7 separate regions of the Mus musculus genome follow, and regions 1, 2, 3, 4, 6 and 7 are each linked to region 5. The links are chromatin contacts, called in public HiCAR-type and HiChIP or PLAC-seq maps. All regions are on one chromosome and are shown on one strand. Each heading gives the region's core, a stretch centred on a gene start, on an enhancer-like site or on the middle of the called end of the contact. The rest is flanking DNA. Distances are from core to core; before and after follow the strand shown. Region 1 overlaps Mgat5 (mannoside acetylglucosaminyltransferase 5). Region 2 overlaps Mgat5 (mannoside acetylglucosaminyltransferase 5). Region 3 overlaps Mgat5 (mannoside acetylglucosaminyltransferase 5). Region 4 holds the start of Nckap5 (NCK-associated protein 5). Region 5 holds the start of Actr3 (ARP3 actin-related protein 3). Region 6 overlaps Mgat5 (mannoside acetylglucosaminyltransferase 5). Region 7 overlaps Mgat5 (mannoside acetylglucosaminyltransferase 5).

Region 1 (3,869 bases), core at 1,302-3,801, 1.9 Mb before region 5:
GAGGTCACATCCATTTCTAGGAAGCTTCTCTTCCACAAGGTTCCTAGGCCCCAATCCTTACCAGCTCCAGAATGTAACTTCCTGTAGAAGCCCTCCTCAGTCATTCTACCTCATAACAATACCACATTGCTACATTGCTATTTTATGTGTGTATACTCTTGCCCTAATTATCCAATGTACTGAAGGTATGGAGTGTACCTAAACATATGGATACAAAGGCGGGAGCATGGGGTTGATTATTACAAATTTAATTTGTGGGCTAGGGATGTGGCTCAGTTAGTGGAGTGTTTGCCCAGTGTGTACAAAACCCTGGGCTGCATCCCCAGCATCCCATAAACTTGGTGTGGTATCTCAGGTCTATAATCCACTGGGAAGTAGAGGAATAAGGATAAGAAGTTTGGAATTGCCAGTTTGGTGCCACACATCTTTAATCCCAACACTTGGGAGGTATTGACAGGTAGATCCTGAGAGTTCAAAACCAGTCTGGTGAACAGAGTGAGTTCTAGGAAGCCAGGGCTACAGAAAGAAACCCTATCTTGAAAACCTAGATGGATGGAAGGATGGATGGATGGATGGATGGATGGATGGATTGGGGGGCGGCAGCTCAGAGAGTCTTGGTTGAATAAGACCAGCCTAGGAAACATGAGACCAGGTGGTAGTTTGTCCCTAATAGTCTTTGGCATTAGGATAATCTGTCTCCAGTTGATGGCACTGTTTGGGGAGGTTGAGAAGGTGTGGTCTTGCTGGAGGAAGTGTATCACTGGGGGCAGGCCTTGAGCGTTTAAGGACTAGAGCTCTTTCTAGGGAACTCACTCTATTTCTTGCTCTAAATCAAGATCTGAACCCTAAGTTTCTGTTACACTCCCATGCTGGCTGTCACTCTTCCCTACCTTCTCTAAGTTGTCTTGGTTATGGTGTCTTGTCAAAGTATCAGGAAAGCAACTAATACACAGCTTGTCTCAAAACAAAGTAATTATGATCCTGAATTCACTATTTCTTAAATTTAAAAAAATCAACATCATGCTAATGTTTTTTCTTTTTTAAAACTATGTGTATGTGAGTGAGTATGTACACGTGGGTGCAGACGCTCACAGAGACAAGAAGAGGGCACCAGGGCCCCTAGAACTGGCGTTAAGGTGATTATGAGTGACCCACCATGGGAACTGGGAGCTGACCTTGGGTCCTTCACAAGAGCAGTACATACATCCAATCAGCGAGCCACCCTGCCAGCTCTTCATTCTGGGGTTTGTATTATATTAAATCCACTAAATATTGGAAGCACATCCGTGGTGGTCCCTATAAAGATGCTTCAATCTGAGTCACTAGCTTCCAGAACGAGCCCCTCAGACCCTTGTTAGCTGACTTAAAGTAGCACAGGACCCAGGTCCAACAAGTATCCCACTTGAAAGCATTTACACCATGGCATTCCAGAGTTCACCCACAATGTGTGCCCTAGGATCTGATACTCAGGAAAAGCAGCCTCTCTCTATATCCTGGTTGCAAACTTGGACAGCTAAAGGCCACAGGGTCACACAGCAGGGAGAGAGTGATGGCATAAAAGTCTAGCTAGATCATGGGCTGATCATAGAAGAACAAACCTAAAAACAGGAAGAAAAACATCCTGCGGGCTTAGAAAATGGCTCAGTAAAGTGCTTGTCTCAAGCCCACAAGGACTTCATATACACATAAAAGCACCTGCAGTCTCAGAGCTGGGTAGGTAGGGACAGGGGGAACCTTGGGGCCAATCAGGACAGCCTAGTCAGCGATCTGGCCAATGAGAGACCCTGTCTCAAATAAAACTGAAAGCAATTGAGGAAGGCATCCAATGTTGGCTCCTAAGCTCCACACACATGCAGAAGAATAAGTAGCACATATCTACACACACACACACACACACACACACACACACACACACACATACACCATGGGAGGGGAAGAGAAAGAGGAAGAGGCAGAGACACCATTCCATCTTTCAAATCAGATACCACATAACCATGATGAAGTCAGTCAGGAGCTCTCCACAAGCTCCCCCCCCCACCCCCCCGTGGGAGTGGGCGTTGAGAGCAGAGCCTGGAGAGGCACAGCGCCCACTTATTAATAAGCAGCTCAACACAGTGGGAGGTTTCCTTGTCTAATTACAGAAACTGCTGGAAATGGCAGGGAAGACAGGATTTATGGCCTAGATGACACTGTCTCTGTGTTGTAATTAAAAGTTATTTTTCACACTTTGGTGAGATGCTGGGATTATTCGAAATATAGTTTGTGAATTAAAACTTGCACAATGGCAAAAAGCCAGAGAAAAAGGTAATCCACCCAGCTTGCCTAATGCGAAGCATTCACTGTTTTTGACACCAGGAAAGGTAGGAAAGGGGAGAGAAAAATCTCTCCCACTTTTAGGTCCATGAGAAAAGAGGTTCAGGTCACAGGAAAAGAAGGGAGAGGAAGCAGCCTTTCTGTATCGCTTTGTTTGTTGATTATACCCCAGTGTGGCCTGGAACTGGCCCCGTGGCTGCGGGTAACCTTGAGTTTCTGATCACACTACTTCCTCCTCCACCTAAATACAAGTGCAGAGAGGGTGGTGTGCACTGCCACTCCCTGTTTTAGGCATTGCTGGGGATAGGACCCAGGGCTTCCTGATGACAAGCATCACTCTGTCAACTGAACTCCATCCCAGCCCCCTAACCCAGACACTGTTGCATATGCCAGAAAGGTTTTGCTGAAGGGACCCTGTTACAGCTGTCTCGTGTGAGGCATTCTGTGCAGTGGCAATGCCTTAGCGAGGTGGGAGAGAAGCTACACAGGCAATGAATAGCAAGTCGCCTTAACTTCCAGGATCTTGGGGTTTCCATCTATCATGCTGGCTACCTAGCATTTATTTTTATTTCTTGAGACAGACTCTCACACAGCCCAGGCTGTGCCACGGAGATGACCTTCAATGTCTGACCCTCCTCTGTGGAATGAGAAATTCTTTTACATTCTTCCATCTTTTTCCCCCTTTTTTTCCCTATGAGTTTAACCATTTGTGTCTATCCGCCGCCGCAGAGAATTTCTTTTACGCTCTGTGTTACAAAACAGCGCTACCTCATCATCTGTAAAAATTCTTCCAGCTTTGGCCCTTCCACGTTTTAGTTTCCTCTTCCAGCCGGGGAGGGGCTCAGACTCAGGGAGTAGCTGAGGATGACCTTGAGCTGCTCCGTGACCTCCACTCTCACAGGCTGGGATCGCGGGAGTCCATGTCCACACCAGGTTTACTAACATTGAGCAGGCTTTGGCATCTGACAAGAGGTGGGAAGGGAGAGTACTCATCTGGTGGGAGTTGTTCTGATAACCTCTGTGCTTCCTTTCATCTATGTTCTGAATCTTATCAGCACAACTCAATTCTGGGAGCTCTTTATCTGCCTGGGTGTCAGAGAATTCCCCAGTTATTCGGAGACAACCATAGAGGTCTCCCAGTATCTGTTATTAAAAAATAAATGTAAAGCCTGCCTTCATGACACTCATGTCAAGTTCATGGAATTTTTATTGCACCAGTAAGAACCTTGGTGCTGTGGTTTTCAGAAGGGTTCATTCCCATGGCTGGGCATGGAACCGCCATCCTTACCTGCCACATTAATTTTCTCAAGCGACACCAAGCTGGGGACAGCCGTGGTGGAGTTGGTGGAGTTCGCTCCTGTGCCGTTGACCAGATTGTCCACCTTTGACTCGAGCTTGCCAATGCGCTGCAGGATGTTATCCAGCAAGACGGCGAGCGTTTTCTTCAGATCTGGGAAAGGAGAAAAGAGAAAACTGAAAACTGCTGCAGGCTCTGCAACGCATGGCCAACCTGTGGCCTGTGTGCACCCTGGATACATTCCAACATAGCCCAACAT
Region 2 (3,676 bases), core at 1,023-3,522, 1.9 Mb before region 5:
TGATGGAGTAGATCCCGTCTTAAATTGTGAGCTGAAATAAATCTTACTTTTTAAGGTTGCTTTCGTCAGGACAATAAGATAAGGAACTAAATGCAGAAAGTGTCAGGGATCTTTGCAAACACTGATGCTTCAGGAGGCCTCCAGATACCCACAAAGATAGTAAAGAAAGTTATCTCTAAAATGGGATTTTTTTTTTTTTTTGGAGCAGTCTATAAATACTTAACTTGGAGACATTTTGAAGAACCAAAAAATTAAGGGGCAAATACTATATATCCATTTAAATACTGCCCAGGTCTCACATAACAGGTAGGTGCTTCCATATGCAGCAGCATCTATTCCACTGTTTACTTTCTGCCGGCTTCCCCTTCTGCTTCTGGGTTACACACAGGCACAAGGTCAAGTACAAAGTGGTCAGCTCGGACCCTCTCAGACCTGTCACATGCTAGGTTCCAAACAGCTTCTAACCCCTTGTTATTGTGTCACTTCCCAGGTCTCCTTACTCAGTCTGGCTCATCCTCTAGTCCACTTGCTTCCTCCAAACCAGAGAGCATCCTCAGTCTACGTGTGGCCACAGTTAGTAGCACTGTCACCAGCTATGATGCTGAAGGTGGGAGTTTCCTGTGCTCTGCTCCACATCACATCTACTTCATCTATCAATGAACATTTACCAGTGTTTCCAGCATGCCTTGCCCAGATTCCAAGGCCAACTTTGGAGAATGGCAGGATCTCCAGGGAGATGGGGGGGGGGGGGGGGGAGGAGAGCTCATATTCAAATTTATGCACTTGTCTTGAGATATTTTTCTTAAATTGACAGTTGTGGTCAGTCAACTGCCAAAGCCGTAAAATGGTTTCTTTTGGGAATTTTGTCTAACTTAATTACATATTGCTTCTGATGTGTGTGTGTGTATGTGCACAACACAGGGAGTGTGTAGAGAGGTCAGGGGACAAGTTGTGAGAGTTGGTTCTCTCCTTCCATCATGTAGATCCCAGGGATCGAATTCAGGTCATTAGGCTTGACAGCCAATACCTTTGCCTGCTGAGTCATCTTGCCAGTCGTTAGTTTTTATTTTTTCCTGAGGATTTTCCAAGCTTTTCCTTCCACGATATTTTAAAGTCCTGCCTCCAAACACTAAGACTACAGAAGGAACAATACTGATTATAAAGCCTACAATCATAATTATTATCTAACTTGCCTTGACTGGCTTCTATTACTGTGGGAATATTTTTTTCCTCATTCTAATCAAATATGAAATCTAAAATAGATAGAAAAAGAAAGTGAAGAAAAATAACAAACAGACGACAGAGAAGGTAAAGTTAAATAGAACAGATTAGCATCTGCAGACTAAGATCTGTCATAGAACTCAATTTCCACTCTCCTGTACTCTGGATGAATAAAGAAAGCGATTTTTCTTCCAGGTGACAAAAAGAAGGAACTTCCTAGAGTGTAACGGAAGAGCACAGCAGAGACAAAGAGAAGGGGGAGAAATGAAACCTTAAGCTTTAGTCATAAACTACTAGGAGGGGGGAAAAAGACCAGTACTTAACCTTCTACCAATAAAAATGGGAGCCTAAGACATTAAGAACAGGAAACACACAAGGACTAACCAAGTGAGCCAGGCAGCCACTCCCTCAACACCAAACCAAGTCATTGATACTTAGTGCTTATTTGGTGTCCACGATTCCAGGATTTGTCTCCTAATTCCGAAATATATTTTATTCATAGTACCTTTCTAAATTCTGTGCCCTTTTATCAGGAGGCCATCCTCAGGTCTCTGAAATATAGCCACCTAGAAACAGCAACCGAAATGGCTCCCCAGCGTGGTGCAATGTAATGATTTTTTTCTGGTCCCACCCTCCCCTCTCCACCCTACCTCTTGGCCTCAGTGGCCAACCGGGCAATGTACCTCTCACAAGAGATAAAATTCTGGTCAGAACCAACATGCTCTGTCTGTGTGGGGGCAGTCAATGTTAGGAGATAAAACTCTGCTCTCTGAAGACTCTCACCTCTCTGGTTCCACCTCCCACATAAAAGCCGTAGCTGGTTTTGGTTCCCAGTTCAACTCATCAAAGACTTTCGAGCTTGGAAACTATGCTGTGAAACTATGCAAGCCATCCATCCCACCCTGAAGCGAAATTAACATCAAGACAGGGGAGTACTTGTTGGGCTAAGATTAAGCAGCTGAACCAAAACAGAGTCTTAAACTTGGCACTGTCTGAGCTTCCTGAAACAACTGTTGTTGGGTATCTGGGGCTGCCCAAACAGAACCGTTGATGGCTTCAAGTGAAACCCTGAACAGTTCTCTTTCTGGTTGGCTCACGCCAAGAGGCAACAAGCCAGGAGGCAGCCTGTGCCGTTGTTCTTTGCAATCCCCTGGGAAAGTCTAGATAATAAATCAAGATGGAATGAATCTTTAGTAGAGTGGTAATAAAAGTACCTATTAACATTACAACAGAGACAAGCAGGACTAAAGAGGAGAGCTGATGACAGGGATACACTGTCAACACCATCAAGACTTTTCCAATTATAACTTATTTCCTATCTCTACTTCTTAGCTGTGGCCTATATCAGGATTCCAAAATATCACATTTCCTCTGCCTGAGTTGAGAGAGCCATGTAGCTGGTTGGGCTACCACACTCCCAACTCCACTGCCAACTATAGCAGACACTTCTAACATAATCCAGCAATAGCCAACTCATGGGAACTTTAACCACAGATGCTAGATATTTTTGGCTCTTTCCCTGTTCATTTCCAGGATCTGTGAACTAATAAACAGCCTCAAAATGTCAGTGAACATCTGGGGCATCCAGAAGTATATTTCTTGGATCTGCCTCTTATAAAACCACAGCCTGCAGCCTAAATCCCCACAAGAGTCCTTGACCAGCAGTGGCACACAGTGCAGATAAAGGTTACTGTAGGTCACTATGGTGGTTAGTCCTTACTGGTTAGCCTGGCTGGATTTAGAATCAGCATGGAGACATGCCTCTGGTTGTATCTATGTGGGTGTTTCCACAGAGGTTTAACTGAGGAAGGAAGTCCCACCCTGAATGTGGGCAGAACAATCCTATGGTCTGGGCTTCTCGACTAAATAAAAAGGAGACAGTGAGTTGAGTACCAGCATCCATTTCTCTGCTTCCTGACCGCAGATGCACTGTGAACGGTTGTCTCCTGATATCATGTCTCTCCTGCCATGATAAGCAGCATCCTCAAACTGTAAACAAAATAAGTTCTTCCATCCTTATGTTGCTGCTTGTCAAGTATCTTGGTCACAGGAAGGAGAAAAGTAACTAATTCGTGTGTGTGTGTATGTGTGTGTGTGTGTGTGTGTGTGTGTACACGTAATTCTGTCCCCAGAAACAGGCACATCATATGCTGAGTACTTCCACTTAGCAGTTTCTGAGGCAAACAAAATTCCAAAGTTGATGTTTTTATACCAAAATTTAGAAAATGAGATAAAAAATGTTAAATGAAAATTCCGGGACTGAGGAGATAGTTTAGCTGGTAAAGTGCCTGTCACGAAAGCATGTGGCACCTGAGTTTGATCCCTAGAAACCACATGAACATCCCGGGTGTGACATCATGTGCTTACAATCCTAGTTCTGGGGAGGCAGAGCCAGGATACCTAAAGCTCACTGCCCAGCCAGGCCATCCTAATCGGTGAGCTCCGTCACCAAGGA
Region 3 (3,472 bases), core at 878-3,377, 1.8 Mb before region 5:
AAATTTTAACAAAATGGAACCAGTGGGCTTGGCCACTTTCCAGTAAAACATTATTAACAAAATGACCAGCACATAAACAAATGTGTGCAGTCATTTTCCAATAAAGCATTATTAGTACGGCTGGAGCAAAGGCTCAGTGGGTAAGAGGGTATATTACTCTTCATAGGATCTGGATTTGGTTATAGCACCCACATCTGGTGGCTAGCAACTCCTACAACTCTAGACCCACGGAGCCCAACAACTTCTTTTAGCCTCTAAGGCACCTGCATGCACATGGTACAAGACAGACACACAGGCTCACACATACACACATAAATAGAGACAAATAACTCATTAAAAATATTTTATTAACAAAATGAGCAGCTGGTGATAGGAGGCTGATGTCTTAGGGTTTTACTGCTGTGAAAAGACACCATGACCAAAGCAAGTCTTATAAAGGACAGCATTTAATTAGGGCTGGCTTACAGGTTCAAAGGTTCAGTCCATTATCATCAAGGCGGGAACATAGCAGCATCCAGGCAGACATGGTGCAGGAGGAGCTAAGAGTTCTACATCTTCATCTGAAGGCTACTAGAATACTGGCTTCCAGACAGCTAGGATGAGGGTCTTAAAGCCCACGCCCACAGTAACACGCCTATTCCAACATGGCCACACCTACTCTAACAAGGCCATGCCTCCAAATAGTGCCACTCCCTGGGCCAAACATATTCAAACCACCACACCTGACTAGTTTTTGTTTTAAGCCAATAAAACTGAACATGATAGGCAGAGTCAAAGCTGATAGATGGTAAAGGCAAGTATCATTCACAAAATCTGTACTTGCTGGTACCAGTGTGATTCAGAGGCTATGTATTCCGTACTGTAGATTTTTAAGGCTACCTTATCAATAGGTAATAATAAGGATGGCAAATGTGTGCTTCTGTGGGAAACTGCTCAGCATTTAAAACATCACATTGTCTTGGTTGTGTTAAATGGTGGGAATGGACAGATAAAATGAGAAGTTCTTGGACATGAACCATAACTGTAAATTAATTAAGGGGGCTTGGGGGGGGATTATAGAAGTAGTTCAGCTGGTGGACCATTTGCCTAGTATGTGTCAAGCACAGGGTCCCATACCCAGGAGTAAGGTGGCTGGCACATACTCATAATCCATCACTGGGACGACAGAGACAGGAAGATCAGAAAGTCAAGGTCATCACTGGCAACAAACCTAATTTGAGATCAGCCCCCAACGACTGCGAGACTCTGTCTCAGCAAATGAATATGGGCTGCCGAGCTGCTTAGTGGGGAGAAGCTCTGGCCACACAAGCACCATGACCTCAGTTCAGTCCCTAGATCCCCAGGGAAAGGCCAGAGACAGGAGCCTGAATCTGTAAGCCCAGCACCCTACAGAGAGATGGGAACAACTGCGAGCTCCAGGCCCAGCTGTCCAGAAGTACTCGGCACAGACAGAAACAAGAAACCTTGTCTGAACATGACAACAGTAGAGAGCTGACTCCCCACAAATTCTCTGACCTCCCCACATACCCTGTTGCACTCTCAAGCACACACACACAAACACACACAAACACACAATGCACATGGGATCACACACACAATATACACATGGATACACACACACACACAAATAAATACATTTAAAAATAAATAAAAGGTTGGAGAGATGGCTCAGCAGAGAAACCACACTGGGCAGCTCATAAACACCCTCTTCTGGCCAGCATGGGCACAAAGCCACAACATGGACACACAATTTAAAATAAATAAAAGTTCTTAAAAAGTAATATAAAATTAAAAGGGGGGAAAGGCATATTCAATGAGACATTCTTAGACCTAAAGAGCAATCAGAATAGATTATTCATTAGGTATAAGTAATACACAATGGTCTTCCACAGGACACAAAAATCAGTCCCTCTGCCCTTTAAGTATCTCTTACGATGAGGCCATCAACTGCGACAGAGGCAATTCCCCTGCAACTCAGTGACTGGAACCACATTAGTATTTGCAAGTATGTACAGATGGGCAGGGAGGTCCTGGTAACCCAGGCCAGGCTGAACTGATCTAAGTGATACTCAGGCAATCATGAGTAATGGAAGGGTCAGAAGAAGGCTGGTTGGTCTAGGGGAAATCAGGAGACATAGCCTGGTTCACTCCCACGAGGCTAGCCTGGGCATGTTTCTCACCTTTGCACCAGGGCTCTGAGACAGCAAAATGAGTTATAAACAAAGCAACCAGAAATGCACAATGCTATTAAAAGTTGCTTATACACGGGACTTGGGAGATCCTGCTGACCACAGCAAGCCATACAGCACCACTCTACAAAGAACAGAAGCTACCAGGAGGCCATTAATGTAGAGCCATTAGTACAATCCAATTACTACAGGCAATATTTATTTTCATAAAGGAGGAGAGATTTTACATGATCTCAAGTTTTTCCATGGCAAGTTCTCATTTTATTTTTTTGCATGACTACTTGTAAGGAAGAAAAGCAAAGTGACTAAGAACATGGGCTTTGGTGCCCTGGCTCTGGCCCTCGTGACTAGGTGACCTCAGACACACATCTCCAGAACCTCTGTTTTCTTAATGACAGTGCTCGGAACCATTGTGTAATGAGGAACATGCACACGGCTCTGCCTGTGGCCTCAGCAGAACTCAAACCTTATTTAGATAGCAATGTATGTTGGAGGAGACTGATGTGTGTCTGCTTCAAAAGACAGGGAAGGACCAGTGAGTGGCTCAGCAGGCAAAGACACTGCTGACCGGAGCTCTAGCCCCTAGACCAACATATTAAAAAGCCAGACATGGTGATGTATATCTAGAATCCCAGCACTCCTAGATAAGCACAGGAGGCCAAGAGAGTAGAATATCTGAGACAGTCACAGATAGGCAATCTAACCTGGAATCCACAATAGGGAAGAAACAATGGGAGAGCCCTTGCTCAGCAAGGTGGAAGGCGAGAATACTCTCGAATGTATGTCCACATACATGCCATGGTACACCCACACTCCCACACATCATACATGCATGCACACACAATATATATGCATAGATATATACATATACATACATACACAAACAAGGAAACAGGTAAGTTTCCTATAGTGGCAATATGAAGGATAGTTCTTTTCCAGAGTTTTGAGGACCTTGGGTTAGGAAAAACAAATGGCCCCTGAGGATATCCAGTTTCTCAGCCCTAAGCCCTGTGTTGGACTACCTCACGGGGAGAGGAGGTGTGAAAACATCAGGATCTCAATGAGGATGATGCTGCTTATACTGTGGTCTGAAGCCAGGGGTCTGAGAAGCAGGCGAAGCAGCAGAGGAAAGGATCTAGCTCTAGTACCTGGTTCTGGAGGTCAAGGCACAAGCTTCTGGATGCTGCTGGAAGCTACACGTGGTGAGGATGTGGATTCTGTCCTAAGCGTCCAGAAAAAAATAGGGACCTTGATCTTAGCAGTGAGACCTCTCTCTGTGTTGG
Region 4 (3,712 bases), core at 998-3,497, 1.4 Mb before region 5:
CCCATAGAATAACTAAGTGGGAGCTGACTGTATGGGGACAAAGACTCTCCGAACCTACCAGATGCAGTGCAGTGATGCATCCCACCAGGGTAAACTGCATACAACACATAGATCACCATCTTACCAATGACTGCGGGGATGGGGTGGCATTCTCCATCTTAGACCTCTGCCCACCTAGCAGCAATGCATTGAGTAAGGCAAAGGTATGGTAAGCACTTGTCATGCACGATGTTGTTGGCTCTTCCCTATGTTTTAAAATAGCAATCCTGTGTTTAACCTCATAGATGGCTACTGTTTCTCTCAGGTGTTGCTGCCTGTCTTCCAGTCCCAAAGCAAAGTGAAATCACAGGGCCCCTTGTTCAGTTAAGGAGACAAGAATGACAGGAGAAGAGCCTGGGAGACGGGTCATCAGGTAAAAGCCCTTGCCGAGCCTGATGAATCTGATCCTGGGACCCACACAGTGGGAGGAGGGAACTGGCATCCTCAAGTTGTCTTCCGACCTCTACGTGTACACACAATATGAACAAATAAATGTGATATAAGAATGATGTTAAAAGAGAGCACATTAACACACACACAAGCCCTTGCAGGGAACAGGGCTCTACAGGGCTATGAAGATTGCATATCCATGAGGCTGGCCCAGTCCTCTCTTTCAGCCTTCTCTTTAACTTCCCCGTGTGCTGGGTTTTGCCTCTGAGCAGTTCAACAAATCGTCCTGAACGATGCACACATACATCACCCTTCCTCATGTTCCGTCTTGTTGAGAACCACAGACAGTTTTATTAACATGAAGGAAAGGCAGAGTAATGAATGTATGTGTCAGTGTTTCCTGGCTCACATTTTCCATTGGAGAAGAATACTTGGGGTGCTTGCCTCGTTCTAGGTACCCCACTAAAGGCAGGTGCTCTGAAGGAGGGAGGTCATTAGGGCAACCCAGAAAGCCTGGGATTTTTTAATCTGTAAGCCCACTTGAGATATACCAATAAATCAGCCTCCTGGAAAATCAGCAGTCTAGAAAAAATGTGAAGGCTCTTCCATTTATCTCTTGTTTTATCTGACTTATGGTTTGCTTTGTTATTCTATTTTTTGAGACATTTATGCATAAGTGTTTGTTATCTACTGTTTAATGTCATAATCTGCCTAAGCTATCATTTTTTTGAGTAACATTTTTTGTATGTATATGTGAGAGAGAGTTCACACTCGCACTTGTGTGAGTATATGCATGCCCATATATATATGCATATATATATGCAGAGGCCAGAGAAGGAAGCTGGGAGCTCTCCTGTACCTCTTTCTGCTTTCATCTCGTGACATGGGGCAGCCAGCAAGCCCCAGCTACCCTCCTACTGAGATTAGAGGTGTACAGAACCACACACGGCTTTTTATGTGTCTTCTAAGGATTTGAACCCAGGTCCTATTGCTTGCCTAGCAAATGGTCTGACCCATCCAAGCGATCTCCTAGACTCTTCTTCACTTGTAATATTTTAAATTCTAATCAGGCTTATAAACACTGTGCGCTGATGATTATCTATTTGGATTCACGGAGAATTTATTTGAAGCTGGATCTAGCTGAGAGGTCACCAAGAAAGAAAGAACTTGAATAACTGTCTTTCACTCGGGAAAATATCTAGTGTGGGTTCTGGCTAATGAATGAGGGTGGAAAAGTGCTATGCATCTCAGGGGCTCTTTGAAAGTGAAAATTACTTGATTTAGCTTTTCAGGAAAACCAAATTATGCATATGTCCCTCCTGTAAGGCTGTACAAAATCAATGTTTGTAGAGAGCAGAACAGGGGCCGTAATAAGTCACCCCTTTCAGAAAGTACTCCCCTACCTGCAGGGATTCCCGCCCCCTTCGTTTTGGCTTTTTTTAGATGAATGAAGAATTTTCTCCACAAATTATTAATTATTCCATCTTGGCTATAGAACTCCGTTCCTTGTAGTTCAGTAGGAGTCAGTGCTATTCAAACTGCCGCTTTTGATGAAGTAATCGTCCGCTTCTGGGGCCTCTTTTCAGCTGCCCTGGGCGTGCGTCCCATGTAAACGACTGCCAAATAGATTCTTTCGACATTCCAGCCAATTAAAATACATTTAAAGTGCAGCTGGTGGAAAGGCAAGCCGGGCGATCCCGATCACGAGGAGAACTTCGGGGCAGTGAGATAGAAAAACAAACTTTGGGGCTCCCACGAGGCAGCGGAGAAGTCAGAAAAGGGAGCTAGCTACCTCTCACGCTACCCTCCAACCAGAGATGACACCTGGATCCCCACCTTAAAAGACACCAAGGAGGGAAGCCTGCTTGGGAGGGTGTGAGTTTTTCCTCTCTCTTGTTGCCTGTGGAAGCTGAGTGTTGGCTCGGTGCCCGGTGTGGTACTGCATTCAAACGCCCGCAGAACACAGGCGTGTTTGTTAAGCAAGCCAGTGATCAAAAACTCCTACAGGAAGATCCGAGAACCCCCCAGGAGCCCTCCTGGGTAGCACTAGGACTTTGGATGGAATGAGACAGAACCCCGGAGCAGGCTAACGGTGGCGGAGCAACCAGCTGGCCTGTCTGCTATGCCTTTTAGGTAAGGATAGAACTTTTCTTTGCTTCGCTTTTTGTCCCACTGCGTGTGGACTTTGATGTGGAGAATTAAGGTTACTGTGCTCAGCAGGAGCAGTGCAGTGGTCTGGACTTCTGATTTGCAGGTCTGCGTGATTTTTCTGGAGGACTCCGAGGAGGAGCCACTCAGTGTAAATACATCCAGGCATCGCTCAGCACGTGCAGGCTGCGTTGGCACTCACCATGGTGCCTTTGCGCGTGTGGCTCCCTGCTATTTTCTTCCGGTGCTTGCTTTGCGAGAATCCAGGTGTGTGGGGTTTCACAGTGAATTGCTTCCTCCTCGGAACCTGTAATTGCTGTCTAATGCCTGTTTGAGTTTTAGTTCCCATTTCTTGTCGCTGTTGTCTCCTTCCTGTGGTACCAGCGCCACACCTGTACAATCGAGCAAAGTTTACTTGGTTCTCTCTCTCTCTCTCTCTCTCTCTCTCTCTCTCTCTCTCTCTCTCTCTCTCTCTCTCTCTCTCTCTCTCTCTCCCCCTCCCTCCCTCCCTCCCTCCCTCCCTCCCTCCCTCCCTCCCTCCCTCCCTCCCTCCCTCGCTAATATCCAAACAAACCTAAGCATTTTGCTTTCCTAAAGAAAAGCCAAAATGTTTGGAAATGTCTTGGTAAATCTTGATTCTTTTTTCTGCTTCTGGAGTTGTTCCTTCACGGGCTTTCAGTTCAAGCTTTTCTTGGGCTTCAAGGAAACAGGTACAGCCCTGATATCTTGGCGCTGCTGTTCAGTCAGCTCCCAGCTCAGGGGTCCCAAGCTCCTGCCCAGTTCATACAGCTGAGAACACCAAGCAGATGTATAATTGAGCACTGGGCATCAATTCCTACCCACCAGTTGCCAGATGAAAGATGTTCAAGGATCTTGACTGTTTCCTATCTCTGGTTGTCATGGTTGGCTCATTCTGGCTTTGACTTTGTTCGCCGTGAACAAAGAATCTCGCACGTTTCACGGTGAGGGATTGTGTTGCAGAGACCTGAGCGCTGCTAAATGTGCTTTATTAATCTCTAACGTGCCAGTAGCTCAGAGCCCATGCCAAGTAGAGACTTTCCAAATTTTTTGGAGCTACCTGCTGCCAAGATAAACAGCGGTTGGCCCCAGGAGGGGTATTTTAAGGGATCTTGCA
Region 5 (3,757 bases), core at 1,000-3,499:
ACAGTTCTCAGCACTTTTCTGTGGCTCTTAATACAATCTGTTTCTCTACTCACAGGCAGAACTCTGATCCCACACCCCTTATCTATTCTTTGCCCCACTATATTAAGGATCAATATAGTCTCTGCCACACAGAGCTGGTGAAAATACTTTTCACCAAATGACTAACATTAATAAGAGAAAAGTCGGTATTTTACCCCTCAGGTCAGCTTACCTAACCTGATAACAGAATTTTCTGCATTGAATAACACATCTTTTCTTAATGTATTATTATGGTCTCATATAAGCAAACCTAGATTAGCCTGCTCAAAATATGCTCTCCAGTACAGTATGGCACAGGGGGTATGGGGGTGACCAAACACTTTTGGATGAGGCCTGCTCTTCAGAAGGGAATTTAGGCAGATTATGCTAAACCTGTCCAAACCTCCCATGGTTTAGGCCGTCACAGGCTGTATAGGGAAACCTGTTGCCCTACTCAATAGACCTGTTGTAATATTACCTTGTAAACACTGATATTTCTACACATATCATGCTGAGGGTAGGTGACTACTGACCATCAGCCTTAGATGGTCCATCTATGCAGACCCTCACCACTCCACAAAGCTCGGGGAGCATCATGGAGGAGGGGATGGGGGTGCATAGAAGATGCTGTCTTCTGGACATGACACAGATTTTGCAGTTATAGTTTCCTGAAGATCTAGCCAAGATCAGTCAGCATTTCAACCAAACTGACTGGATTCAGGAGATTACCAAAAAATAAATGAAAATCAGAGGGGACAGGAAGGGAGGAGGAAGAAGAGGAAGAAGAGGAAGAGGAGAAAAGGAGGAGGAGGAGGAGGAGGAGGAGGAGGAGGAGGAGGAGGAGGAGGAGGAGGAGGAATACATTGGGATATCCAGGGGAGCCAGAGAGAAGGTTCTGGGTAAATTCAATCAAGATATAGCATTTACATGTATGGGATTGCTAAAGAATAAATAAAAGACAAGCCTGTTGGGAAGGAAAGCTATTAACTTTCCAGGTTCCTGCTGATGAGAAAGTAAATTCTCAGGTTCTACTGCACATTGATTTTGCCTAATCCCCTGGGAGATGACCCAGCAACATACTTTAAGCTTTCTATGTTACTCTGATGTATTCAAGTTTTAAAAGTATTACTTTTTAAGTCTGTGATGTAAAAAAATACATATCTTTTTCTCATCTTTCTTTCTTTTTCTTTTTCTTTTTTTTTCCAACTAGAAAAAGTTGGTATCACGTTAACAGCACTCCACAGAAGGAAATTCATTGTCACTTCAACCGGAATAGAGGCCACCTGCACAGAGTCTATTTTGTAGAACACAACCTCTGGGACACTGGCCTTTCTTAAAGGCCGGAGATAATCTCACTACTCTTGAAAGAAGTTTATCATCACCCCAAAACCCAAATAAAGGCCATTTGTACAGGCTATGTAGAGCATAACCTCTGGGAAACTTGATTTTTTAATTTTTGTTTTATATTTTCTTATGAGGGGGAGGATGTGCGCAAAATCAAAGAACAACTTGTGGGGGTCTTTTCATTCCTTCCAGCATGTGGATCTCCAAGGGCTCAAACTCAGGTTAGTGAGTGCAAGCATCTTTACCTGCTAAGCCATGTCACTGATCCAACACTTGCCTTTCTTGGAAGACACACAGGAATCCCCAAACCCTGAAGAAGGTGGGTTTGTTATTGTTCAACCTAACGTCTTGGATCCTTGCCTGTCTTAAAAGCAAAGGCCCACCATTTTGGGGAGCTTGCAAACTACAATGCAATAGTATAACTGACATAAATCTCAGGACACATCCCTTTTCTGACTGCTCACCTACAGCGATTATGGGGACATGCCGCTGACCACGTTTCCAATTAGCCCTTCACCCCACAGTAGAAAGCCTCCTGCCCATGGCTCAAGTTAGCAGAGAAGAAACACACTCAACACCCACCACCACCAAAAGCCAGCTTCCTAACTAAATAACTGCCTGACTTCTGGGCTGCCACCGGCCAGAAAATGCGAACTGGAATCTTCGCAAGTCGGAAGCGGAGCCGCGACCCACAGCTGCGCGCCACTGCGCATGCGTAGCCGCTTCTGGACCCCCTTCAAGCTCAGCTTGGCTTCTGGGCTTCCAGCTATTTGAAAACCCAAAGTGGACTTTCTGGCTATCCGGAAGGGAGCCGGGGCCGGGCGGCCGCACAGTACATCGCACGCACGCGCGCGCGTGCTCGCTCCTCCCACCCGGAACCGGAAGTGGGAGCGATCGCGGCCTGGGGCCTGGCCTGGCCGGGGCGTCGGCAGCGGCGGCCATCTTGGCTCCCCGCGGAAAGGCAGTGCGAGGGGGAAGAAGTTGTAGGGTGGGGGCGGGAGCGAGGAGGAGGAGGAGGAGGGCGGAGAGCGGAGGGGTAGAGGAGGAGGCCGCGGCAGGGTAGGGCGGGGACAGCCAGCCTGCCGGCCGGCCAGCCTGCTGGGCTTGCGGAAGTACTAGCCGACTGCTCACTCGCTCCTGCTCGGGCTTCCCACAGCTCCCTCCCTTCCTCCCTCCCTCCCGACCGAGGGCGGCCCGGGCCGGTGCATGGTCAGCCAGCTCCCATCTCTAGCTCCCCGGCCTCTCAGCAGCACGGAACGGACGGCAGCGGCGGGCGAGGAGGAAGATGGCGGGACGGCTGCCGGCCTGTGTGGTGGACTGTGGCACGGGGTACGGCGGGTCTTCGGGGTGGGGGAGACTGAGGCCGGGGACGGGCGGAGGAGGGAGATGAATGGGGGGAGCCGGCCAGACTGGCGAGGGGTGGTGCCGGGAGCCTCCCGGGACAGAGATCTTTTCCAGGCCCTTCCTTTCCGAGGAGGCCGTCTGGCCCACCTGGCTGTCCTTTCCCTTCTCTCCCCTTTGCTGCCTGTGAAGCAGGGCACCCACCGAGGACCTCCAGACCTAGGAGCAAGGAAAAGAGAGAGAGAGAGAGAGAGAGAGAGAGAGAGAGAGAGAGAGAGAGAGAGAGAGAGAGAGAGAAGCGCTCCTTGCAGATTTTGCAAGATCGCGGTGACAACTCTCGATCTCTTAGGGCGTGTGGGTGGGGAGAGCGACGAACCAGGCTGTGAAAATGGGAAGCTAGCATGGGGGGCTTTTGCAGCGGACCCACGCGCCGCCTGGTTTCCGCCCACACCCATTCGTAGCCATCTCCCACTACCCATTGAACCAAGTCAGTTCCAGCGAGGAGGATCTCACGGGGGTTATAGCTCTTGCCTCAAAAAAGTCCCTTGGTGAGCAAGCGCGCTGCAACTTCCTTAGTTTTGTCAAAGCCGCTTCCTGCTTTCCGTCTTTTATAGCCTTATAAGGTAGTTTTTCGTCTCGAACGTTACCACGTCTTATTAGAACTTTCAAAATTAAGCAGGTTGCATAAAGAGTACATTATGAGTGGTAGGTATCAATATGTCTGAACTAGAAAAAAAAATGTTCTTGTGTGTCCACGGAGGGAGACAGAGGGGAGAGAAGGGACGCACCCTGGAACCTAAACGTTTGTTCACGTTCGTTTTGTGACTGTGTCTTGAAAACTGAAAGGGGGTATAAAGGAATGTGTTTGATTTAAAGTAATTGTTTCTGATAGTAGTGTGGTTGACTAAAATGACTTTAAAGTAGTGGTTTTGTATTAATGAACCTTGTCAAGAGTTACAACTTGCTCTGGGTAGTGACCTAGAGAGAAGACTGTACATTTTTTTATGTTCTACGTTGAAATCCTTGGTGGAGGAAGAGGCCTGTCTGATCTCGA
Region 6 (3,764 bases), core at 1,065-3,564, 1.8 Mb before region 5:
CACCTTCACCTGGATCTGTCCAGGTCTCAACATGGAAACATTCCACACCACATTGTTTCCCTAGGAATGTGGCCAACTGAACATACAGAGCAGCCCAGATCCTAGTTCGGAAGGCCTAAGAGGGTGTGGTAGTATTCTGAGAAAATTCTCCTTTCCCAATTTCAGTTTCAAAAGTCCATGCAACACCTCAGTGGCTGCCATACAGGCTGACGACTCTGTCATCACAGAAAGTTCCAGAGGATCAAGCCAGTCCTGAGATATAGCAGGATTACACCAAACTGTCTTTTATCTTTAACCAATTCTGGGCAAAAAGGGCTGGAGAGTTAGCTCCGCCAGTGAAGCGCTTGCCACACAACCATGAGGACCTGAGCTTCATCCCCAGAGCCCCAGCGGAAAAACCAGGTGTGGGGTTGTTTGCTTGTAATCAGGGTGCTGGGGAGATAAGAGACAGAGAGCTCTGAGGCTGGCAAGCTCCCTGCCAGTGAGAGGCCCTTTCTCGAATAAAACCTAGGTGGACGGACAGTAGAAACCTGGGGCTATCCGCTGGCCTCCACATACGTATGCACAAGCATGCACATCCGCCCACCTACATACCCACCCCACCCCACCTGCCTGCCACATGCATATGTGAATTTCTCCTTAGAGGGGGTGCATAAATGCACCCATTTCTCTCAGAGCCTAATAACCTAACCCAAGAGAAATATTCCCTGCTTTTTCTCCCTGAACATTCAACTTGATCACCGCCCTCAGATTCCTACCTCTTAGAAAAGCTCACATTTGCTGACAGACACCACAGCCAACAGACCCACCATGATCCTCATGCTCACCTTAACCATCTCCTCCCTAGGCTCCTACAGCTCCTTAAGTGGCTGGGTTTTCTCCAGACTCACCCTACTCCCTCCCAACATATTCCTCAATCCCTGCCAGGTGTACTCCCAGGAATAGACAGACAGACAGACAGACAGACCATTTCACTTTAATAAAGAGGTTTTGATAACACTTTATTTGATAACACCTCTGATAACAGACACACACACTACACACACACACCCCTACACATCCCTTTATACTTAAATAAAGAGGTTTAGATAGTGCCTCTCGAAGGCCAGATGCTGGCCACTAAGGCCCTCTGATTCAAGGTCTGCTTAGCTCAGTGGTTCTAACATAACACCCCCTATCATTTGTACATTATCTTCCTGGCCCCACCCTCCTCACTCTGCATCCTTGCCAAACTCTATGTCTCTGTGCTGTTTCCACCTCTCTCACTTGGTGTGGACACTCCTCTACGCAGACTCAGCAACCAGGGAGGACATCTATTTCTCCTTAACTCTGACACAGCATCTCACACAAAATTCACCAGAGATATTTGCCAATCCACCAAATCTACATTTTTATGATTTTATTTACTATTCTGACAGTGGACATTCAGACATGTCTGAATGAACTTTAATGAACATTTTCCATGTTTAACACTTCCAAAGCTTGGTTTAATCTCCAGCCAAGTATTGGTAATATTGGCATCCAATCCCTGGGTGTGTAGAGGTTGGGAAAGCCAGTAGTAACTGTTCTCACCACGTGCTTCCTGCCCAGCAGGAACTCAGTAACGGTTTCAGCGCTCCTGACCCTTCCTATTACTAAGCTCTCTTCAAGTTTCGTTTCTGTTACTGTGATAAAATAACACACCACCAGGAAGAAAGAGTTTAAGTCACAACTACAGGTTACAGTCTATCCCTGTGGGGGGAAGGCATGATAGCAGGAGCTTTGAATCGACTTAGTCACCTCCACAGTAGAGAGAATCGAGAAATGAATGCATGCGCACTTAGTGCTCAGCTAGCTTTCTATACTTTTACACAGTTCAGGGTCTAAACCAGGAAATGGTGCTCGGACACAGTGCGCTAGCTGGGTCTGCCCACATTCATTCAGGCAAGCAAGACAATACTCCCAGACATGCCCAAAAGCCAGCCGGATCTAGACAAGACAATTGAGGCTCTCTTCCCCAGGTGATTGTAGGTTCTGCACAATTCGCAATTAGAAATAACCATCGGGCCCCGTAAGGGGACGATGATGCTTAGCAATGCCACAGGGTAGGAAGCAGAGTTCAAATCTCAACTCCTCAAATCGTGGTTGTGGGACTTTGGGGAAATTTTAACCCCACCACTCAGCTGCTGTGCAGACCTAAGTCACTCACCAAAGCAGCATGTTTGGAGAAATGAGCCACTTTCTGGCCACTTTCTCCCACCATGATCAGAGACTGCTATGACATCAGTAGACGATATTATCTTGTGGGACGATACAGGATGTATGATACAGACGGGTGATAATGTCACTGTGTGGCTATGTGTGGCATTTCACTATAACTTCATCTGTAAAAGGAAAGTCAGCCTCACCAAGCTTGGATCCTCTGGACATGCAGGAAGCACTCTTAACGGCTGAGCCATCTCTCCAAGCCTAAGATTATTACTCTGCCTGCCACTGTCAAGGATTGAACCCAAGCTCTCTCTGTGCATGCTATTCACATGCTCTGCTGCTGAGCTATCCCCAGCTCTACCAAGAACACACGAGTCCTTACTGTCCCTGAGCACCAAATATCCATGTGACACATACTTTACACGTGACACCAGAGAAATCTTTCCTGCATGATGCACTGCTATTACAGGATATATATATATATATATATATATATATATATGAATGATGGTTCTTTTCAATTAAATATTAAAAAAAACTCAAACAATTAAATGAGGAAATATCAAGTTTTGGGCAGCTTTTGGCAGTTCTAAGGGATCTGACATCATTTTCCTGCCTCCACGCCATAACACTCATGTGCCCCACCCCTCATCCAGACACAAGCACAAATAATCATTTAAAAAAATTTTTTTAATGGGGTCCAATTTTCTGTTATTCCTTGTCTTGGGATCTTTGCTGACAGCTGACAAGGTTGACCACTGAAATGGGAGGCTGGTGCCTAATGATCACTTGAGCCTGGAAGTTGAAGGCCAGCCTGGGCAGTATAGTGAGACTCTGTTGCAAGAAGAAAAAAAACAGAAAAGCAAGAAGAATATGAGGAGGAGGAGGAGGAGGAGGCGGTGGCGGTAGCATAGGAATGTGAGCCCTGCTGCTCCTCTCGATCCTGTTATGGCCACCGTTCAGTTCAATCCTATTTAGTAATGAGTACTTACTTACTCAGTTAACCAACTAAATCCAGGGGGCTTGCTACTTCTTCATTTAATTGTTGGAAGTTCTTTTTTATCTCTATTTCCCTCTTGCCTTCACTTCTTCCCTCCCCCCTCTCCATGTGTGGTGTATGGGTGCCTATGTGTGAGTGTGTGATCCTGTGTGTGTCCACCAGTGTTCGTGCACCAGTGTGTACACACTCGAGTTCACTTGTGGAGATCAGACCTTTCCAGTAAGATAGACTGTTAAGCAGACTATGTCAGTGTTTCCTTTTCTTCAATCTATGATTAAAACCATTCTAACAACCACAACAAAGGCCCAAAGAGTTAAACAAGGAATTAAAAACAAGGATTTGAAATAGATATTCATGATTGTTAATCTCTTTTGTCAGTTTGAGGGGGGTTTAGACTCTCCAAGGAACTACACATCAGGGTGTGTCTTTGAGGGTGTTTCCAAAGTAGTTTCACTAAAGGAGAACCTACCCTGAAGATGAGCAGGACTTTCCCATGGGCTGGGATCTTAGGGAATAAAAAGGAGAAAGTGAAAAAGGAGACAGTGAGATGAGCCCCAGCATCCATCTCTCTCTGCTT
Region 7 (3,962 bases), core at 845-3,344, 2.0 Mb before region 5:
CTTTATCTCACCCAAAACACACACTAATACACACTCTCTACAATTAATTTCCTTCTTTTCTTCTTTTTCCCCTGCTCTCCCTTCTCACCCCTTACCCACTCCCTCACTCCCCTCACCCCTCCCTCTCTTCGTTTTGAGGTAGTGTCTTTTATGGATAAGAGGCTGGCCTTGCACTCACTATGTCACCGAAGAGAACCTTAAGTTTCTGATCCTTCTACTCTTTACACACTGAGTGCTGAGGTAGGCTCTCAGCATCACACTGCTCTGGGTGGTACTGTAGACCAAGCCCAAGGCTTTGTGCACTCTAGCTTTCTAAAGGAACCACATCCCAGACTAAGTAAGCTTTCTCCAAGATGCTGCCCTGGTACACAAATACTTCCAGAGCAGGGTACATGCAAACTCAGCTCTGTGTGTGTGTGTGTGTTTCCCCCATTATTTTACTGGTGACTTCATTACTCAGAATTAAATAGCACCTCTCTTTCATATATCATATCATATCATATCATATCATATCATATCATATCATATCATATCTCTCTCTCTCTCTCTCTCTCTCTCTCTCTCTCTCTCTCTCTCTCCCCCAAAGCTACAACCTAAGTTTGTACAGAAGAAAATGTTTTTTACTTGAATGTGATTTTATCAGCTTGAGTGATGGAATTACCACTCAGGTATGTAGCACAAACAAATCTGGTAAGAAACACACCCAATGCTTGATGTATGTTACATAATGAAGGCTTTGAAAAGTGAGGTACCCCACCCACCCAGAAGATTCTTCAGTTATCTGCAACCTTCCAGCTCAGAATCCTCAATAGTACCTTCAAAGGCATCATCACACATAGCACCACAGGTTGGCAACTTAGTCTTTCATACAGGGGCCCCTGTGGCTATTTCAGATATAAACAATAGCAATAGTCATAGTTACCAGCTACTGAAGACTATCTGCAGCAAGAAAATGCAGTGTGCATGCTTCTAGTTTACAGTATTCAGACTTGTGAGGTCTCCTTGTATCTGTTCAGCAGGTGAAATTCAAAGAAGTTCGTGGGTTAGGGGCAGACGTGGGATGTACTGGTCAGGAAATGATCTTGCAATCCCTTCTCTAATGACAAACATCTCTAGTCTGGAGGCTGCTGTGGTTTGGAAGGTTAACACAGAATCTTAGCCTCTGAGAGGTGTGGAAGCTTCCAGAGGTAGAGCAAGGGAGGCAGCCATGTCCAGGGACAGAGCATGGTAGGTAGCTATGACTCCAGGGAGGGTAGCTTAGAGAGAGGTTTCTGTGGGTCTCACGAGAGCAAGCAAGGGGGGGAGGGGGGAGAGGGGGGAATGACTGACGGGGTCTTCCTAGCTTCCTGTCTCATCATGAGTTGTCTCACTACCTCGACTGTTCTGTTGCTCTTAGGAGGTCACCTGCCATCTCACCTGAGCTGAGCAAAAACTCTGGACTCTCCAGAACTGTGAGTAAAATAAACCTTCTTCCTTTCCAGATTACCCAGGCCAGGACTGGGTTTCTGTGATAGTAACAGAGCAGAAACTATATAGACACTGTTCTTGCCTGAGGGGAAAAAAAGCTTACAGAAAATATTCCTGAGAACCTGAGTAGAAACACTATATACTACAGCAAACACTTCTTGACTTTATTATTCTTATAGTCCTATGACTTACATACCATAAATGTCTTTTTTTTTTTTCATACATGACAAAACTGCCTTGAAAATGCCTTCCCCTCAGACACAGGGCAAGAAGACAGTCAAAGCCTTTGTCTCTTCTCCATAAGAGCACAACTCTAGTATGTAAGCTGCCTGCTCTTTCTGAACCTTTGGGTGAAAAAGCCTTGAGTGTTTACAGAAAGGGCTGGCATGCCTCTCATGCTCCGCCCACCCCTCGGCCCAGTTCTATTTGAATATTCAAATTTTATTCTCTGGAGATACTCACCGTGTATTTCCCCTGGCCTGGGTTTGGCTGGGTACTGGGGATGGTGATGGGGGGGGTTGACCAATTAGAGCCTTGTTTTCAAAAAGTCCACAGCCCAGTCCATGTGGCCTCAGGGCAGGAGTCCTGACTCCATTAGGATGGGCACCACTTCCTTATAGTGAGGCTGGCAGGCTGTCCCTGCCTCTCTGACTCATCGTCTCACTGCCCCCACCTCCTCAGTGTGTGTGTGTGTATACAGGAAACAGTCTTTGCATCCCTGATCCAGCTGGCGATGGGAAGTTCTAGAAAAGTTACAGATGTCTCCTCACCAGGACTAGGAACTTACACTGCCAGCTCTGGGTATGTGGCTAAGCCGTGATTCATCCATCTTTTGGGTCACAGCCACAGCAATACTCTCTCTTATTTTATTCTTGAAAGACTCAAACTGGAAGGGACTACTTGATTCTAGAGAGGGAGTAAGAACAAGTCCCGAAAAGATAACAGAATATTCAGAACAGATATATGCAATTCTGAAAGGCCCTGGGTATAATATTTCACAACTGCAGTACCAGACCAGTGCTAATTCATTACAGCAAAGCCTCAATGCACAGGGCAGAGCTGAGAGGAGCCAAAGAAAAGATGACTTGAGCAGGGGATGGGAAAGTGCAGGAGAGAGAGAGTGGGAGAGCAAGGCCGGAGGGGCTGGTGAAGGGGGTGGGCAGCTACACACAACCGCAAGGATTTAGACAGAGAGGGGTAATTGACAGCCAGCCCAGTCTGCATGAGGAGCCCAGGCACCTTAGCAACAGCCCCTACTTAACCATGCCCCTATGGCAGGCCTAGTCTACAAACCATTGTCTCAAGGAAGTCAGAAGACCCTGAGTTGTACTGAACGCAAGCTGGTGATAGGACTTGGAAACACATCCTGTTCTGTCTCTAACCCTCTACTTAAAGCTTGCGTGTGTATGAGTATGGGTACGCGTGTGACACAGTGTGTTCACGGAAGCCCCGGGATCAGCCCTGGCTTGAGACAGGGTCTCTATTGAGTAAAGCAGGCTGGGGCTGACTGCAAGTCTTGTGGGAGTCCCATCTTTCCATCAGGGCACGAGGACTAGAGTGGAGAAGGCTTCTGAGTGGGCTTTCTATGCAGGTCTGGGGATGGAGCCTGGGTCCTCCAATCTGCACAAACACTTTTTAGAATGAGCAATTTCCCCAAGCCTAAAGACCTCTTCTTGTAACTGCTGTGTAATCTTGATCTAGGGTTCTACAGATGCTTGTGGGGGGCTCTGGTGAATGAAGCCAATTAGAGAGGAATTTCAGACAATGAACCTTCCTTAGCCTTTACTTCTCACACACTAAGTCTTAAGCTTACACTAAGCTCTGACCTTATAGTCCCCAGCCTGCCCTCCCTCCCTCCCTCCCTCCCTCCCTCCCTCCCTCCCTCCCTCCCTCCCTCCCTCCCTCCCTCCCTCCCTCCCTCCTTCTTTATGTTACAAGAGCTACTAGTGAATTAGACACTAGATCACTGTATCCCAGAAGTGCGTTTTCAGTGCCTCTCCAGGCAACGCTCTAGTGGCAGCTGCAAAGGACAAACATTTCCCGGTTCCACAACCATTTTTCACAGAGATTTGGGGTGGATTTGGAGTCCAATGGCAGAGAGCAAAAATACTGGCATGCTTTCTCATCTGGGGCAGGGGACATACAGTGCTTCTAAGGCCTTGCTGTGACAGAGGGGGCCGGCAGCACAGGGATCTGGTCAAGGGCTGTGTTAGAATTAAGTCCATGCCACCTGCTTGGAATATGCTCAATGGACCAGCAGCATTCACAATGGCCAGGTCTCTTAAAGGAGCTGTTGGAGTCCCCTCTGCCTCAGAAATCAAGAGTAAAGAGACAGATACACAGACACATGGAAAGCTGTGAGGAACATTAAGAGTTTTGATGGTGGGAGTTCTTTCCTCAAAACTTGTCCAAGCTATTGGGATTTGGAAGATGAGCCAGGAAGATGCGGAAGAGAAGTCACGGGTGAAAGCCCATTTCCCTCAGACCAAGGGCAG

Evidence for each region. HiCAR-type assays count read pairs that join an accessible place to other places. HiChIP or PLAC-seq counts read pairs in DNA pulled down with a chosen protein or histone mark.
Region 1: an H3K27ac HiChIP or PLAC-seq map of thymic regulatory T cells shows a contact between it and region 5, with 7 times the contacts expected there. The contact joins the enhancer-like site here to the promoter of Actr3 in region 5. A contact is called at or near these places in 2 of 39 promoter capture datasets (the C10 cell line and pre-B cells), 1 of 484 Hi-C or Micro-C datasets (the MNK3 cell line) and 3 of 115 datasets of contacts at active chromatin or transcription factors (the NIH/3T3 cell line, large pre-B cells and thymic regulatory T cells).
Region 2: an H3K27ac HiChIP or PLAC-seq map of bone marrow-derived dendritic cells shows a contact between it and region 5, with 5 times the contacts expected there. The contact joins the enhancer-like site here to the promoter of Actr3 in region 5. A contact is called at or near these places in 2 of 39 promoter capture datasets (hippocampal neurons and pre-B cells) and 3 of 115 datasets of contacts at active chromatin or transcription factors (the NIH/3T3 cell line, bone marrow-derived dendritic cells and large pre-B cells).
Region 3: a contact with region 5 is called in an H3K27ac HiChIP or PLAC-seq map of acute myeloid leukemia, with 12 times the contacts expected there. The contact joins the enhancer-like site here to the promoter of Actr3 in region 5. A contact is called at or near these places in 1 of 39 promoter capture datasets (pre-B cells), 1 of 484 Hi-C or Micro-C datasets (LSK cells) and 4 of 115 datasets of contacts at active chromatin or transcription factors (acute myeloid leukemia, bone marrow-derived dendritic cells, large pre-B cells and 1 more).
Region 4: a contact with region 5 is called in a HiCAR-type map of astrocytes, with 4 times the contacts expected there. The contact joins the promoter of Nckap5 here to the promoter of Actr3 in region 5. A contact is called at or near these places in 6 of 39 promoter capture datasets (the 3T3-L1 cell line, 3T3-L1-derived adipocytes, cranial neural crest and 2 more) and 7 of 115 datasets of contacts at active chromatin or transcription factors (astrocytes, bone marrow-derived dendritic cells, extraembryonic endoderm stem cells and 4 more).
Region 6: a contact with region 5 is called in an H3K27ac HiChIP or PLAC-seq map of bone marrow-derived dendritic cells, with 9 times the contacts expected there. The contact joins the enhancer-like site here to the promoter of Actr3 in region 5. A contact is called at or near these places in 1 of 39 promoter capture datasets (pre-B cells), 6 of 115 datasets of contacts at active chromatin or transcription factors (bone marrow-derived dendritic cells, cardiomyocytes, microglia and 3 more) and 1 of 9 other capture datasets (liver).
Region 7: a HiCAR-type map of astrocytes shows a contact between it and region 5, with 4 times the contacts expected there. The contact joins the enhancer-like site here to the promoter of Actr3 in region 5. A contact is called at or near these places in 4 of 39 promoter capture datasets (the 3T3-L1 cell line, hippocampal neurons, liver and 1 more) and 3 of 115 datasets of contacts at active chromatin or transcription factors (astrocytes, large pre-B cells and stem cell-derived neural progenitor cells).

What each region holds. Positions count from the first base shown.
Region 1 is chr1:127,320,498-127,324,366 of GRCm38.p6, reverse strand. It overlaps Mgat5 (mannoside acetylglucosaminyltransferase 5), which reads right to left. Exons shown (of 18, transcript NM_145128.3): 4 at 3,602-3,763. Among named protein-coding and RNA genes, the nearest start is that of Gm51747, 22 kb to the right of the region's middle. Within about 2 kb of position 2,551, at least 71 of the 459 cell types and tissues checked have an H3K27ac peak or open chromatin away from gene starts, as enhancers often do. A contact at or near this core is called in the MNK3 cell line and thymic regulatory T cells, where this site is marked.
Region 2 is chr1:127,347,382-127,351,057 of GRCm38.p6, reverse strand. All of the region lies in intron 4 of Mgat5 (mannoside acetylglucosaminyltransferase 5), which reads right to left. Among named protein-coding and RNA genes, the nearest start is that of Gm23734, 26 kb to the left of the region's middle. Within about 2 kb of position 2,272, at least 70 of the 459 cell types and tissues checked have an H3K27ac peak or open chromatin away from gene starts, as enhancers often do. A contact at or near this core is called in bone marrow-derived dendritic cells, where this site is marked.
Region 3 is chr1:127,218,451-127,221,922 of GRCm38.p6, reverse strand. The region is part of intron 1 of Mgat5 (mannoside acetylglucosaminyltransferase 5); the gene reads right to left. Among named protein-coding and RNA genes, the nearest start is that of Mgat5, 15 kb to the right of the region's middle. Within about 2 kb of position 2,127, at least 74 of the 459 cell types and tissues checked have an H3K27ac peak or open chromatin away from gene starts, as enhancers often do. A contact at or near this core is called in acute myeloid leukemia and bone marrow-derived dendritic cells, where this site is marked.
Region 4 is chr1:126,829,167-126,832,878 of GRCm38.p6, reverse strand. It overlaps Nckap5 (NCK-associated protein 5), which reads left to right and starts at 2,247. Exons shown (of 17, transcript NM_001081756.1): 1 at 2,247-2,562.
Region 5 is chr1:125,434,219-125,437,975 of GRCm38.p6, reverse strand. It overlaps Actr3 (ARP3 actin-related protein 3), which reads left to right and starts at 2,249. Exons shown (of 12, transcript NM_023735.2): 1 at 2,249-2,691. The coding sequence starts at 2,648.
Region 6 is chr1:127,240,876-127,244,639 of GRCm38.p6, reverse strand. All of the region lies in intron 1 of Mgat5 (mannoside acetylglucosaminyltransferase 5), which reads right to left. Among named protein-coding and RNA genes, the nearest start is that of Mgat5, 38 kb to the right of the region's middle. Within about 2 kb of position 2,314, at least 117 of the 459 cell types and tissues checked have an H3K27ac peak or open chromatin away from gene starts, as enhancers often do. A contact at or near this core is called in bone marrow-derived dendritic cells, liver, microglia and 4 more, where this site is marked.
Region 7 is chr1:127,423,358-127,427,319 of GRCm38.p6, reverse strand. The region is part of intron 12 of Mgat5 (mannoside acetylglucosaminyltransferase 5); the gene reads right to left. Gm51746 (a long non-coding RNA gene) reads left to right here. Exons shown (of 6, transcript XR_003948718.1): 2 at 587-668; 3 at 1,397-1,451. Among named protein-coding and RNA genes, the nearest start is that of Gm51746, 12 kb to the left of the region's middle. Within about 2 kb of position 2,094, at least 137 of the 459 cell types and tissues checked have an H3K27ac peak or open chromatin away from gene starts, as enhancers often do. A contact at or near this core is called in astrocytes and stem cell-derived neural progenitor cells, where this site is marked.